Regions from separate parts of the Mus musculus genome. Here all the other regions are linked to region 3. A link is a contact called in public promoter capture Hi-C data. All regions are on one chromosome and are shown on one strand. Each heading gives the region's core, a stretch centred on a gene start, on an enhancer-like site or on the middle of the called end of the contact. The rest is flanking DNA. Distances are from core to core; before and after follow the strand shown.

The links. Capture Hi-C pulls out chosen DNA fragments and counts their contacts.
Region 1: a promoter capture Hi-C map of adipose tissue shows a contact between it and region 3. The contact joins two enhancer-like sites. A contact is called at or near these places in 3 of 15 datasets of contacts at CTCF or cohesin (embryonic stem cells, large pre-B cells and stem cell-derived epiblast-like cells), 47 of 484 Hi-C or Micro-C datasets (B cells, CD4 T cells, the G1E-ER4 cell line and 18 more), 12 of 115 datasets of contacts at active chromatin or transcription factors (astrocytes, bone marrow-derived dendritic cells, craniofacial prominence and 8 more) and 4 of 9 other capture datasets (adipose tissue, embryonic stem cells, liver and 1 more).
Region 2: a contact with region 3 is called in a promoter capture Hi-C map of adipose tissue. The contact joins two enhancer-like sites. A contact is called at or near these places in 2 of 484 Hi-C or Micro-C datasets (nephron progenitors and pancreatic cancer cells), 3 of 115 datasets of contacts at active chromatin or transcription factors (bone marrow-derived macrophages, embryonic stem cells and microglia) and 3 of 9 other capture datasets (adipose tissue, liver and pancreatic islet).

The regions. Positions count from the first base shown.
Region 1 is chr16:33,592,164-33,597,100 of GRCm38.p6, reverse strand. All of the region lies in intron 5 of Slc12a8 (solute carrier family 12 (potassium/chloride transporters), member 8), which reads right to left. Among named protein-coding and RNA genes, the nearest start is that of Slc12a8, 76 kb to the right of the region's middle. Within about 2 kb of position 2,425, at least 153 of the 459 cell types and tissues checked have an H3K27ac peak or open chromatin away from gene starts, as enhancers often do. A contact at or near this core is called in adipose tissue, where this site is marked.
Region 2 is chr16:33,919,944-33,924,940 of GRCm38.p6, reverse strand. Itgb5 (integrin beta 5) reads right to left here. Exons shown (of 15, transcript NM_001145884.1): 10 at 4,727-4,997. Among named protein-coding and RNA genes, the nearest start is that of Umps, 45 kb to the left of the region's middle. Within about 2 kb of position 2,465, at least 162 of the 459 cell types and tissues checked have an H3K27ac peak or open chromatin away from gene starts, as enhancers often do. A contact at or near this core is called in adipose tissue and bone marrow-derived macrophages, where this site is marked.
Region 3 is chr16:33,753,969-33,758,506 of GRCm38.p6, reverse strand. All of the region lies in intron 12 of Heg1 (heart development protein with EGF-like domains 1), which reads right to left. Among named protein-coding and RNA genes, the nearest start is that of Muc13, 38 kb to the left of the region's middle. Within about 2 kb of position 1,941, at least 96 of the 459 cell types and tissues checked have an H3K27ac peak or open chromatin away from gene starts, as enhancers often do. A contact at or near this core is called in adipose tissue and bone marrow-derived macrophages, where this site is marked.

The DNA.
Region 1 (4,937 bases), core at 1,176-3,675, 160 kb after region 3:
GACTGTGGCAAAAGCAGAGAAAGATTTATAAGGCGCTTAGTACTCAGCACCTAGCCGCAGCTACTATATCAAGGTCCACCCACAAAAATGGACTGAAGCAGGAGGATCAAGAGTTTGAAGCCAACACATTTCAGACCAGCTTGGGCTACATACCTGAAGTTTCCAAAGACTTGGGCTGTCTCTCCCTCCCTTCTTCCTCATTTCCAAACCATGTTCCTGCCCCACATTGGCTTACAAACTGGTCAGCTAAGTTGTTCTTGTAGAATCTTTATCCCTTTTCTCCTCGGAGACAGAACCAGTCCTCCATCTCCTTAGCTGTACAGATGCTGCTGGAAAAGACAGCCTCAGACCAGGCCTTGCAAATGCCAAGGCTCAAGCAAGGGTGGCAGGGATAGCCCCAGACACCATGCAGTCTCTCCTCCAGAGAAACAGTAGGGTTTACTGCTTACCATCTGGGTGATCGACAGTAGAACCCAAGTAAAGATTTAGCCTAAACTTTAAAGCAGATGCAGATATGTAAGATTTTGAATATGAAATGAGAGCAGGGGTTTTAGCAGGAGTTGCAGCAAATGAGGGACCTTGGAGCCAAGGCCTCACTGAATTCCTCCAAAGGTTCCTGTGTCGGAAACTGGAGTGAAAGATTCCTGCTAGCTGACCACAGTGGTGACCATCAGTCATCCAAGCATTTGGAGGACAGAGGCAGGAAGATCAACTGTATAGCAAGTTCCAGGGGGGTGGGACTCCGGCCAGCATGAGCACAGCGACCATGGCGACTATGTGACCATGCAACCATGGCTCTGGCAGGCTGTGGCCTTCTCCCCCATCCCCTTTGCCTTGCTAAAAACCATTAGATTACATTCCTAAAGGAGCCACCAAGGTCCATTCCCTTATTTGTGCATTTCCTCTTCCTGAAGCTGACTACCAAGGTCCAGCTATCAAAGTATTTAAGTCAAGCAACCAAAATCCCCTTTGGCTCATCTAATTAACATGCCGATTAAAATTAAACATGTGACATTTCCCCGTTTATCTTTATAAACTGCCACTTGCCTATGGACCATGTCTGTCTCCCCTCTATCCAGAGACAGTCTTGTCCCCACAGAATAAATACTCTGATCCTCTCCCCTGTTCCATCCCTCTTCTCCCTTGTCCTCTATTTCCTGTCTTTGTCTCTTATTCCCTTCCCTCTGTCTCTCTGGGGCAAATAAATCTTTGTGCTGAGAACTTGGTCTTGGAGTTCCTGAGCTGATATCGATCTCTTACATCAGGCTAACCTGGGCTTCCTGGGAGAGAGAGGTTATGTTAAGGGCATTTGAAGATGGAACATTTAAGAGGTAATTAGGATAAGATGAAGTCATAAGAATGAGACCACATGGTGACTTTAGTGTCTTTATAAGAAAAGAGGGCTAGGTACGTGTGGCCAGTGGTAAAGTAAGACTTACTTAACATGTACAAAGCCCTCGGCTCTACTATCTGTATCATAAAACAATAACAACTATAGCAAAGTCCAACTGCCAGCCCAGGGGTATGCGCCTGTAATTCCAACACCCGGAAGATAGAGGCAGGATTATAACAAGAGGGGAGGAGTGGAGAAATCTGAGTTAGCATGGTTTGCTATGTTTCACCATGTGACACCCTCCAGCCTGTTCTCACACATCACAAGGCCTTTCCCAGATGCTGTGCAGATGTTGGACACTATGTCCTTGAACTTTCCAGACTCTAGAATCATGAGTCAAATAAACTTCTACTCAGTCTCAGGCATTGTGTGATAGAGATAGGAAATGGACTAAGATAACAGACCTGTTTCTCACAGAACCAGGGAGGGTTTAAAAGAGAGGCGGTATCATCCACAGCTCTGTGCGGTGTGTCATATGGTAAGCTATGGAAATAACAATTATAGATATAATGTAAAATCACAAATTCTATAAAATCTTAACCAAGTGTGTACAATCATAGAGCTTCCTCTCTTCTCCTTTTCCTGCCCACAAGTCCGTCAGAATGAAGTGCGATCTGCCCCATCCTTTTTTGGTCCTCTCTAGTTTTTAAACCTAGGGTCCCTTCTCTCATCCAGCAGGGGCTTGCTTGTTCTCATTCATGGAGATGGAGAAATAGTGTGGGGCTGGATGGTCGGTCGGGTCGGCAGGGAGGGGAGTCAGTGAGACATTAACCACAGAGCAATCCGGGCTGAGGTCCTGCAGACAGCTTCCCAGGATGCATAGGTGTAAATAAGAAGTCATGATCAAGAGTCAAGGGCACCACAGAGACAGACCTTGACAAAGAAGATGGCCAAGGCCATTCTGGTAAAAGCTGTTGGTTTCCCACCAAGTTCTTTACGCTGGGTGTGGTCAGCCACAGCTCCGAGTGCTGACTGTGGCCAAAGAGCCTCTTGTCCTTTCCAGTAAGAGTCTGGGATTTGAGGACAAGGGTTATGTGACCTCATACAACTGGTATTTTTCTCAGCAAGCTCTTTGAACTGTGGTCCTGGAGGGGCTGGCTCCCTAAGGGTGTGTTTGGGAAAACCCTGTAGAGAGGGATGTTTTGCTGGTACAGCAAAGCAAATGAAGAGTCTAGGCCAACCCCTATCCTCACCCCTGCAGCCCCTACCACAGGGTGTGGTAGAGCCTAGCTTGGTGAGGACCAGAGGTCAGGTTCCATAAATACAGTGGGGGCACCACACCTACAGTTCAACTGCTCCTCAGAAGTCACTGCCCCCTGGGATAAAGTATCTAGGTAATATATAGGATGCGGCTCTAGAGGCGGGGACAAGGCAACAATGCTTATTCTTCAAAGCTCCCCTTTCCAGCCAGGAAGAGGATAGTGCAGGAGGGCGCCCCAGCCATGACTCATGCACAGATAATCCCTAGCAAACCTATCACCATGGAAACTGCCAATCATGCATGCTTTTCATCACTTAACCGAACATCTGCCAGGGGAAAACAAGTGGTTTGAATCATGTGGCCTGCCTCTGTGTTTATCCATCCCCCCCCCCCCCCCCCCAGTAAACAGAGTCAGGGGAGGCTCCACTCCAAAGCAATGGGAGGTCCTCCTCTGCTTCCGAATTGTCTGTATGATGTCAGTCAGGTCCTTCCCAATATTTTCTGAGCCCCTCCTTCCCCAGTTGGGAAAAAACAAAAAACAAAAAACCAAAAAAACAAAAAAACAAAAAACAAACAAAAAAAAACAAACAAAACCCCTCACATCAAAGGTTCTCACGCTGCTGTGAGAAGCAGGAGGCCTGCCTGGTCTCTAAGATGGAGAAGCCCATGTAGCTGACTCTCTATTCAGTATTATAATTTTAACTCCTAGACGGTTACAAAATGACATTTTCTTAAAGCACAGAAAATAAATCGGTGTTTGTGTGAGCATATGTACATGTTGGGGGTAGATATTTGTTCGGGGGTGGGGGTGAGCACGTACCATGGGGTGTGGGTGAGCATGTACCCTGCAAGTGTAGGTAAGCATGTACCATGGTACACGTGGCAGGCAGACAGAGGACAACCTTGGAATGTCAGCCCTCACCTTTCTGCCTTGTCTGAGACAAGGTCTCTGCATAAAACAGGCTAGCTGCCTTGAACCTTCAGGAGATTCTTTCATCTCCACTCCCACCTCCTCGTGGCCTCGCTGGGACTGTAGATGCTTACCCTCCCGTGTCTGACTTTTATGTGTTTCAGTGATCAGAACCCACGACATCAGGCATGCTTGAGACAAGCCCTTTCCTCAGTGAGCCATCTCCTTGGCCTCAGAGAATACATCTCAACCGATATTCTTAGGTAGCTGTCTCAGATGAAGACAGAGACCCTCCCTGGAGCAGAATTTGCGGTGTGGTTATCCAGAAGGAGTTGTGGATTAAAAGACAGTAAATTGGAGGGACTCAAGGGTGTAAATGTAGCTCAGTGGTAGAATTCTTGTCTAGCTTGTAGCAGGCCATGGGTTCCAGTGTTACCAATCACACATGCATGCAAAGAACATGAACAAGAAAAGAAAGGGGAGGAAAGGAAGGAAAGGGAGGGGGAGGCAGAGAGAAAGGGAAAGGGAAAGGAAAGGGACATGGGAGGGCCTGGCTCTGCACAGATACCCAACAGTGTGACCACTTGATGTGCCTTGGTGTTGGGTAAGAGCCCCAAAAGCTGGAACTGATCAAAGCATGGTAACACCAGGTAGTGACATCCAGAATGATTGGCATTAGCTTTGAGTCATCCGGGTGGGGTAGAATCTGAAGAGCCAGAGATCAACTTCTTCTCATTTTATAAACATGAAAGAGACATTTTGTTCCCGCCAATTGAATCTGCAGATGAGGATCCTGCTACTCAGCCCTAGTCACAGGCTCATTTCCAAGATTGGGGAAGGGGTAGGGGTTGGGGTAGGGGTTGGCAATGATCTAACAGAGCAGTCAGGTGGTAGGCATGAAGGGCAGTGTAGAGAATCCAGTGCTATATGGAAGGTAACCTTGTTAGGACTTGGAGCGTTCTAGAAGGTGGGAGGAGTCATAAGAAGGTGGGCAGAGTCAGCAGGAGGAGCGGAGTCAGGAGTTAGTCCCTATTGTTGGATGCCATCCTTGAGAACAGGAGAGCAAAAGAACTGCCAGCTGGAGGCAGGCAGAAAGGGTTTGAATCCAAAGTCATTGCATCTGAAGTGTCCGGGATGTTAAACAGGCGACTGAAGAAACTATGTGCTGAGGAGAAGCCTGGGCAAGCGGGGCAAATGTGGGAGTTGGCAGCTCTGTGGGTGATTATTAAAGAAGGGAATTGGAAGAGATTAAGGAGAGGACAGGACTGTGCTAGCTGTGTACCTGAGCTGCATCTCTAGAACCAAGGGATAAAGCCTGGTATGCCGGCATGGGCTTGTAACTCCAGTACAGGAAAGTCAGAGGCAAGCAGGTTCTTGGAGCTCACTGGTCAGACAGCTTAGCCAGGTTGGCAAGTTCTAAGCTGCCAAAAGAC
Region 2 (4,997 bases), core at 1,216-3,715, 170 kb before region 3:
AAAACCAAACCAAATGAAACAAGCAAACAAACAAACAAATCTGTAAGAATGGCAGGGTATATTATTTTCAAAGACAGGACCACTCTCTAGTGGCCGGAGAAATGGCTCAGTGGTTAAGAGTGCTCACTGCTCTTGCAGAGGACCCAGGTTTGATTCCCAGCACCCACACTTCATCTCACAGCCATCCGTAACTCCTTTCCAAGGAATCAAGTGCACATATATTATTCACAGGCACACACACATATAGATAGGTAGATAGATAGATAGATAGATAGATAGATAGATAGATAGATAGATAGGTAGATAGATAGATTTTTTTTAAACAGACAGGGTCTTACTCTGCAGGCCTCACTGGTCTGGAATTTGCCATGCAGACCGAGCTGGTCTTTAACTCCCAGAGATCCACCTGCCTCTGCCAGAGTACCAGGGTGAAAGGTGTATGACCTCATGCCCCGTTCTGACATTTTTCATCACCCTATTAAATTATTTATATTATGCTGCTTCTGGACATTTATGATGGCTGAGAGTGCCCCCTTCCTTGAATTCACAGTAAAGCTAGGAGTATGTTAATAGCTGATTGCAAGAAGAGCAAAGGAGTGAGGAAGAGCCACATACATCTGGGCGGGTTGAAGGAGGGAGAGGGAAATCACTGAATACTTCCTATCTGGAACCGATAACCAGTTCACCACCATCTTCCACAAATGGCAGACGAGAATGAAGAGTTAGGGCTGAAGTCACAGTGACTTCATTTTGTAGGCAGCAGAGCCACCCGAGGGCCTCATGCAAGTGTGTGCATCGACTGTCCTGCAGAAATGACTGGGACCACTGGTTGGCATTGATGCACGTCAGCCTCTCAGGATGCCCTTCCCGGAAGGATCATCAGTACCACTGCGTAACCCTCACAATCACTGGGTGGCTAAGACCAACGCCTGGCTTCTGAGTAGTGGTTGGTTAAGAACTTGGAGGAGAGGAGGGGACCTGATAAGCCCTGGGCTCTAGCCTGAGGTCAGAACAGGAGGAAGAGATATGGCTGGTGGCAGGCATGCCGTGTATGTAGGTCTATTACCGATTGAACTAAACAGTAACTCTTTCCTTGGCCTTTTAAGCTCAGCTTACCTCTGAGTCTTATTTCTCACCCAGATTCCCGAGTTTACCTGCCAGGCTGCAAAACTTGACCCTGCTACTTTCAGAGGAAAAATAGTTCCCACTAACTGCCCTTTTGCCCATGGCTCACCCACGCACCCTCCTGCCCACCTTTTTGGAATGCTGACTATCTGTCCGGAGAGGCTATTTCTGGAAGCCCTACTTAATCTCTGTAAATCGAAAAATACTTTTTAGGCATACATGGCCGACGTCGTGATGGGTGGTATTTCATTTGGCAAGAAGGAACCAAGAACTGAGCCCTTTAATCACAGGAGTCTTCTTAGCTACAGAGGCCTGTCGCAACTGTTTTAAATCTACCAAGAACCAACGGCAACCCCGAGATCTGTTCTTGGATGCTGGGAAAGATGCCTCAAGTTTCAGACCCCCATTTTCATCTCTTAGAAGGAATTCGGTGTTGTTTGGTTCTCTCAGTATTTACCACATAACGAAGTAGGATACGTATTATAAAACCCTATTGCAATGTACATTGGGGGCCTCACGGTTACAAGATCAAAAAGGCTCTGCTCAAAGGTTTACAGTTGGTTAGATTTTTAAATTTCTCATTCTAAGAGACCCAACAGGCAGGCTCGCCATGAGATTTTTAAATGTAAGCTCTCAACAGCTTCCTCTAAGAGCCCAGGAGATGACTCATGGGACACAGATCGCCAAGCAGCACAAAGTCTGAACGAGTCTCTTTTACTGCATTAAAAACGCTGAACAGACCCCACCTCTTCTCACATTTAAAGAAACTTTGAAGGGTCAACACTTCCCAGGAATCAGAATAGAAGTGTTCCCAAGGGCCTCATAAAACTCCCGTTACACACGGAAATTGTTTGGGGACAGGACTATTCTGTAAATTACTTCTCCTAGAGACCAGAGGAGAGCCACAGTGAGAGCCCTGGGCGCAGAGGCTGTTCCATGGTGATGTGTCACAAGAACAGTAACAAAAATGCTCAATTGCTTCCAGACCTGGTCTCGGTTGCCTTGCTGCTCATTTTGATGATGGAAAACCTCTCCCAATCCTGAATTCTCTTGTCTTTTTTTCTACATACTCCTGTCTCTCTCAACGGGGGTCAAGGACTGCAGGCCCACCAGAGGAAGCACTAGATAAATGGAAGGAGCTTATCTGCTGTTCCCACTGGTTCTGGCCCCAAGCCTGTCTCAGCAACTTCTTCCAGTACACTGCCCTCCCCCCACCCCCAACCACCACCATTACCTCAAGACAGACCTCAACCACATGACCCACTTCCAGAATGGGCTGCAGGGGCGAGGGGCAAGGAGAAGTGCCAGAGACTGCTGAGGTTGACGGTTTGAGAGCCTGAGTCAGCACCATCAGGAGCTGAGTGTTAGGAAATCAGCTTCTCTCCCACGAAAACCTCAAACGAAGCAGCTATCCCAGTTACCTAAACTAAACCAGTGTGCGCAGCCCCAGAGCAGAGCTCAGGCCGGTCACAGGGACCCCAGAACTGGAGGGAGGACCTGCCCACCACTGCTCAGCTGTGCCCGGAAGGAGCCAGATGGTCCGAGACGAGGAAGCACGAGGTGCCCTCCCCTGCACGAGTGTGTGTCATTAAGCCTTGTCTGGAGCTGTGTTTGCTTTAAGCTCATCTTAATTGAACCAATTCCACAATGACCTCAGTGCAGAAACCCCTTTCTCCAGGAAGACCTGGAGTGCTTTCACGCTTCGGCTAGTGTGGCTTTTAAAGGGGAAGATCTGGTGGGATGTACGACGAAGGGTCAAAATGTTCTACTCAACAGTTGACTAAAGTAATTCAAGCTCCGCTCTGGAGAGGGAGGGTGACTTATAGGACACAAAGTCATACGAAGACACGGATGCTAGCTTGGAAGGAAAGAAACTAACCCCTTAGGGTGAGGAAAACGTAGATGACTTTAAACACTGCTTTCTACCATTCAGAACATTCTAGATTTGAGAAGAATCCTTCTGTTCTCTGGAAAAGCAGTTCTCTTGACAACACGGAGAGCGGGACAGAGGAGAGTACATGGGAAGTAAGAAAAGGGCCCCTTGGACTGGTTTGCCAGATGGTCTTCATCAATCCTGACCATCACAGACCGAGACAGCACAGCCTGACCACACTTGCATCAGCTTCCTGTTTCCCAAGTTTTCTTTAAGGTCTGAGTGTAACGTGTGTGTGTGTTACGGCAACAACCCCATCTTAGGAAGTTGGTGCCCTGTTTGTCCACATAGGAGCTTCAGATCTCAGGACCCCTCTGGGGTCTGAATCCATGGCCCATGAGAGTCTCAAGGCCACAGGGTTAGATGGGTAAATGGAAAAGACCACTGGGGGGGGGGGGGCTTGCAGATACACGCTTTGGCAGAACTCTGCAATGTAAGATGAACTCAGAACTGTGGGTTCTGGTGGTTAAATAAAAAAAGTGTGTTGACTCAGCCTCAGAATCGCCAGAAGTCGACTTGCACACCCTGCATCAAATGCCCTGTGCCCGTTAGGCTCTGTGCTCACTAAAGCTCCTGGTTTATGTCTCCCTCCATTCTCAAAGTAATGCAGAAGCAAGCAATGCTGGCCCAGTCATAGAGATGGGAAAACCAACATCCAAGAGCAGCCAAGTATCTGGCTATAAACTGGGCAGATGAATTTGCACAGGCAAATCCGCTCCCGAACAACACGGGCTAAGCAGCCTGCTGGAGCAAAAACATTCCCAAGGGTTATATCTGACTCTTGATTTCAAGAGAAAAACACTGTAAAATATTACTACTAATACAACCAGGGCGTCTGCTGTGACTAAGGGGAGTAGAAACTCCATCCCACCATGCTAGGATTCTTTAAACACAGCCCCCAGGACCCAGAGGCTCAACCGGACACTGCCAGCTCTCAGGGGGCGTGGCTCTGACCTATATACAGCCAGGGTCCTCCTTTTGTGGCAGGTGTGTGCTGGGTACATTGGGTCTCATTTCTCACAACTCCACACCTGCAGCAACCCATCCCACAATTTCTGTGAACCTACACAGAAGCATCTCACTAACGCCAGAGAACTACCACCCTGATGGGTCCCAGAGGATTCTGATCTTTCTGCCCACCTTAACCCATGACACGCTTATGTCCTGCACTTTGCATGACAGTTTTGAGAAGAATCCTCAATTCCACCCCTCTCATGTGCTTAAGCTTCACAGGAAATCTCTGTGTATAGGAAGCCTCTCTCCTCCCCACCTCTGCAAGCCTACCACCTATCTGCCCATTGGTAACCATGGGTAACCTCCCACAATGCTACCTCATCAAGTGCCCTGGACTTCTTTCACATGTCTCCTACCCCACCCCATACTTCATCTTCATGGCTAGCCCTGACCTATCAGGCACACTGTGCAAACAAGTCCCGCCAGAACGGACCTACAACAGACTCCCTCAGACTTGATGTTTATAGTCCACATAAGGCCACCCACCCTTATGCCTCAGGCAGGCAGGGCTTGGCTTGTCCCTGGTCTTCAACCACCCAGAACAGTCCCAGGCATGACCCTTTCCACCAGCATCCTGAGAAAGCCAGGGTCTGGGTCCACATAATATCCAGGCCTGGGTGTGGCTTGGCACAAAGGCGGTGGCTGGAGGCCTACCTGAGCATAGGACGCCCTTGTTTCTGGCACAGGAAAAGCTGTCACACTCGCAGAAAGGTCCGTAGATCCTCCCGAACTCACTCTCGAAGCAGGAGCACTGGTTGCAGCTACACTCTCCACGCCCGCTGCACAGAGGCTTGCCCTCTGCCTCCCGGCACAGGTTCTGGTACCCGCTCTGGTTCTCCCCCTCCTGGCACTCGCACCTAGTGCCCAGGTAGCCGGGGTCACACTCGCACAGCCCACAGGTGTATGTTCCATTCCCACTGCATCT
Region 3 (4,538 bases), core at 692-3,191:
GCTTCTATATTACTATTTAGCCAAGGATGCCCTTGAACTCCTGCTAGCCTCTACATTCAGAGTGCTGGGGTTACAGGCAATCACATCTGGTTTCTCTGTGCCCTGTGCCCCCTTTTTGGACAGGTAGCCAAGACTGGCTGTGAACTTGTGCTTTCTGCCTCTCTATCTCTCAAGTGTTGGGATTACAGGCCTGTGTCACCATGCCTGGCTCCCCTGGCCTTTTTTTTTGGGGGGGGGGGTGTTTGTTTGTTTGTATTGTTGTATATGTGTGTGCTATCAGGGAAATCTCTCTGTAGACCAGGCTGGTCTTGAACTCAGAAGTCCACCTGCCTCTGCCTTCCAAGTGCTGGAATTAAATGTGAGTATTACCATTGCCTGGCTGTCTTTTTAAATTGAGATAGGCTCTCATTAGCCTAGTAGCTTATACTTACACTTACTATGTAGCCCAGGCAGGTTCTAAATTGAAATGATCCTCCTGTTTGAGTCTGGGATTACAGCCATGTGCTACCATGCCCAGCTTTTTCTTCTCTTAAAAAGCAAAATCTAAACTGGGCAACGGTGATGCATGCCTTTAATCCCAGCACTCAGAGGCAGAGACAGGAAGATATATGTAAAGTCAAGGCCAACTTGATCTACAGAGTGAGTTTCAGGACAGCCAGGGCAACCCTGTCTCAAAAAAACAAACATAAAAGTTTAATTTTTATCCTACACATTAAACTAAGTTTTCTCATTTATAGCAAAACAGGCAAATATCTATGATAGCAGTGATCTTTACAAGAGGCCGCAGGTTACATTCCTCTTTGAAATAGTTTTGTCTGGAAAAAAAAACAAAACAGAAAACAAAAAAAGCCACAAACCAATATACTTTGTAGGAAAACAGATGGAACCGTATAGCATAAGATAAACCAGACTCAGAAATATAAATATTGTCTGTCTTCTCTCATATGAGAAACCTAAACTTAAAAATTATATATGCATTTCACACACACACACACACACACACACACGAATGGCATGAAAGTAGAAGGAGTAGGGAACAACTCTGGCTATATAGCCAAGGGTAGCCTGGAACTCACCATGTAGCCCAGGCTGGCCTCACACTCATGATCCTCCTCCTTCAACCTTCCAAATACTAGACTTACAAGTGTGTGCCAGCATACCTGGCAGGATAGCTTTTTAAATAAACAAAATAAAACCTTACTCACTTCCCCATCTTTCCCTTTAGGTATCAACTACCATACACTGCCTGTTGTTCTTCTTCTAATGGTATTCACTGAGGACCAACATATTGGTAAAACACAGCAATATTCTGTTTGTAAAGGCCCCCATGTTTGGATGTCACAGTAATGTGAACACTTCTATGTGTGTGTGTGCTATGGCAGCATGAGACTTGCACTAACACGGATGGAGTTGGAAAATATACTAAGTGATCCCAATGTGTAATGTTTGTATGTGGGGCTAGGAATAGATGTGAGGTGAGTTATAAAACCAAAAAGGAGACAGTGAAAGGGGACAGCTAAGAGTTAAGGGGGAGCTGACAGGACACAGATGACAACAGGAAAGGAGTCTATGGGAGGTGGGAGGGACTTGAGGGGTTCATCAGGTAAAAAGAACCTAAAAGAATTATGTTTGAAAAATGCCAACGTGAATCTTGAAAGTGGGTATGCAAATTAAATATTTTAAATAAAAGAAATAATAATAAAAGGTAAGAGGATGAAGAGATGTCATAGACCCTTACCCATCTCTGCCAAGGGCAATGTCTTACAGAATCATTTCAGGTGCAAGTGCTCACTTCTGCTTTCTGTGACATGGGGCTTCATGGGCTCTTTCTTCCCCAGCACCAACTGTCATGTTGGCTTCTGGCCGTGGAGGGGTGCTGTGAGTGTTTCCGTGGGATTGAGACAGGAACAAACGCTATCTCTGTCCTGTGCTTTCTAGTGTGAGGAGATGCAGCAGAGAGAGCTGGGCTCCTTGGGCCTCCTTCCCCACGAACACGTGTTGGTAGTTCAGTGCTGGCCAGTGCCATCCTCTCAGCTTGAGGCTGTAATCTTTGCTTGCATTTTTCACCAAACCAACCTTGGATACCACCTTCCTTCCGAGCTCTAAGCTTTGTTTACAGGTTTATTTGGAAGAAACCCATTGTCTGTGTACCCTACCCCTTCCCGGAACTGTTTAATCCCTCCACCCGTGCACTCTCGGGGAGGTGGGGGAGAATCACTCCCGTTGACATTCTCAGCCACTGCTGATGAGGAATGAACACATCGCCCAGACTCACGTGGGAAGCAGAGAGGACGTTTTCTTTCAAAATGACTAAACCACAAGTCTGGGAAGGGAAGGAAGCCTGTGTACAGTCTCCTGAAGCAAAAGCAGAGAGGAGGCGGAGTCCCGATTGGGTCCCGATTGGGTGTGCTCTGTAAGTTCTGACCTCAGCTGCCCACGCTAGCGATCCCAGCCATGTCAGACACTCAGGTCCTAGGACGCGTCCTTCCAATAAACTTTGCTTAAACTTGTCAGCCTTTCTCCAGAACTTTAATCGACGAACATCCTTTCATCTGTACAACAGACCTTCCTAGGAAGCTGTATTGGTTTTCGTTTAAAATTCATTCGGTGCTTAACCACACCAGGTCAGAGTTTTGTCTCCCATCCTCTTCCAACTTGACTCAAGGCTTTCCTTTTCTTCTTCTGGAGTCTTCCTTTCTCCAGTCTCCAGGCTGTGTGTGAATCGCAGGGTGCTACTCCCCTCCGTTAGGAGAATTTTCCATGTGACTCACTCTCTGCTGGGGTTTCTGTCCCTTCCATCTCACCAGGCTACAGGGATATCAAATACAGAATAGTATTCCTCTCCCCCTATGCCTTGCTTCCTTCAAGTTCCGATGGGAAAGGGCAGCCCCCAGCTGAGGCCAGCTAGCATTGACATGCGGGTGGTTAGTGATCAACTTTCCTCCTGCTTTGTCTCTGGCTTTCCGGACATGCGCACTGAGCGATGTGTGTTCTGAGCTATTTCTGCTGACACACAATGCTCCCTTCCTCTGATCTGAATCTCCCTGTGGCTGTATGCGATGGATGGCAGGGAGAGCAAAGTGAGACGTTCTTTCTATACCAGGTTTTGGGTGGGTGGAAGACAGTTGGGAATATCCTTAAGTGGAGTGCTCTGGTACTGCAAAGCCGGGAGGGACTGCATTTATGAAAGCCAGAGCCTTTGAAGCAAAGGGCATGTGGAACGGGGTGTGCAAGGGAGATGGATGAAAATGTCTGTGGTAGGAAGAAACTAATGAGAAACAACGGTGCGAGTTCTGCAGTCATGAAGTGACAGTAACCATAAGTGGGAGAAATGGCTTTGAGGAAAAGTCGGTAAAAAGGAGTCATAAAAGATAGCCAGAAGGAAATTATAGTATAGAATAGTATGGCAGTATTAACATTAACATAGTAAGAGTGTAGAAATTAAGTCACTGCATGATTAAAACAGGCGACAGGGCTGGCAAGATGGCTGAACACTAGCTGCTCTTCCAGAGGACCTGGGTTTGATTGCCGGCACTACAAGGTGGCTCAAAATCATATGTGACTCTAGTTCCAGAGGATCCACTGCCCTCTTCTGGCCTCTGTGGATACTGGGTATATACACTGTGCAGATACATACATGTGGGCAAAACACTCACATAAAATTAACACATAAAATTAAAGTGAATTAAAAAGTTAACTTTAAAAGTTTAAGTTAAAAATAGTATAGCTTAAAAAAAAAAAAAAAAACACAGCCTGGCAGTGGTGGCGCACGCCTTTAATCCTAGCACTTGGGAGGCAGAGACAGGTGGATTTCTGAGTTCAAGGCCAGCCTGGTCTACAGAGTGAGTTCCAGGATAGCCAGGGCTATTCAGAGAAACCCTGTCTCAAAACAAACAAACAAACAAACAAACAAACAAACAAATAAATAAAATAAAAAAAAATAAAAATAGTATAGCTTTAAGAGTTTAGGTTAAAAAATAGTATCTTCAGTGAGGTCCAATTATTTGCAAAAGAGACGTACATCCACTCGGATGACACCTGTTCTTCGGGCTGTAGGATGCATGCAACGCAGCACATAAGCAAGTTGCTGGGTTTGGTAAATTTCCAGATTCTGATTCCGTGGGTATGGCGTGAGGCGGTCTGGAACTCTGGGTGGCAGATGCCTGATGGTCCTCATGCAGACGGTGTGCAGTGGGTAGTGGGTGACAGATGGCATGCAGGCTCCCCTTTCCTTACCTTACACCTCTACTCTAATTGATTTTACACTGTTCTATGCTATGGCAAAGTACAATTAATTTGAAAAAGAGAAAAAGTGGCCAGCATGGTAGTGCATGCCTATAACCCCAGCACACAGAGGGCTGAGGCAGGAGGATTGTTGAGTTTGAGGTCATCTTAGGTTACAAAGTAGGTTTTAGGCTAGTATGGGAAATAGGCTAGATCCCAATTCAACAAGTAAACACATGCATATACACATACATATGCACACATACATATATACATACATATGTACATACACACATATACACATACATATACAT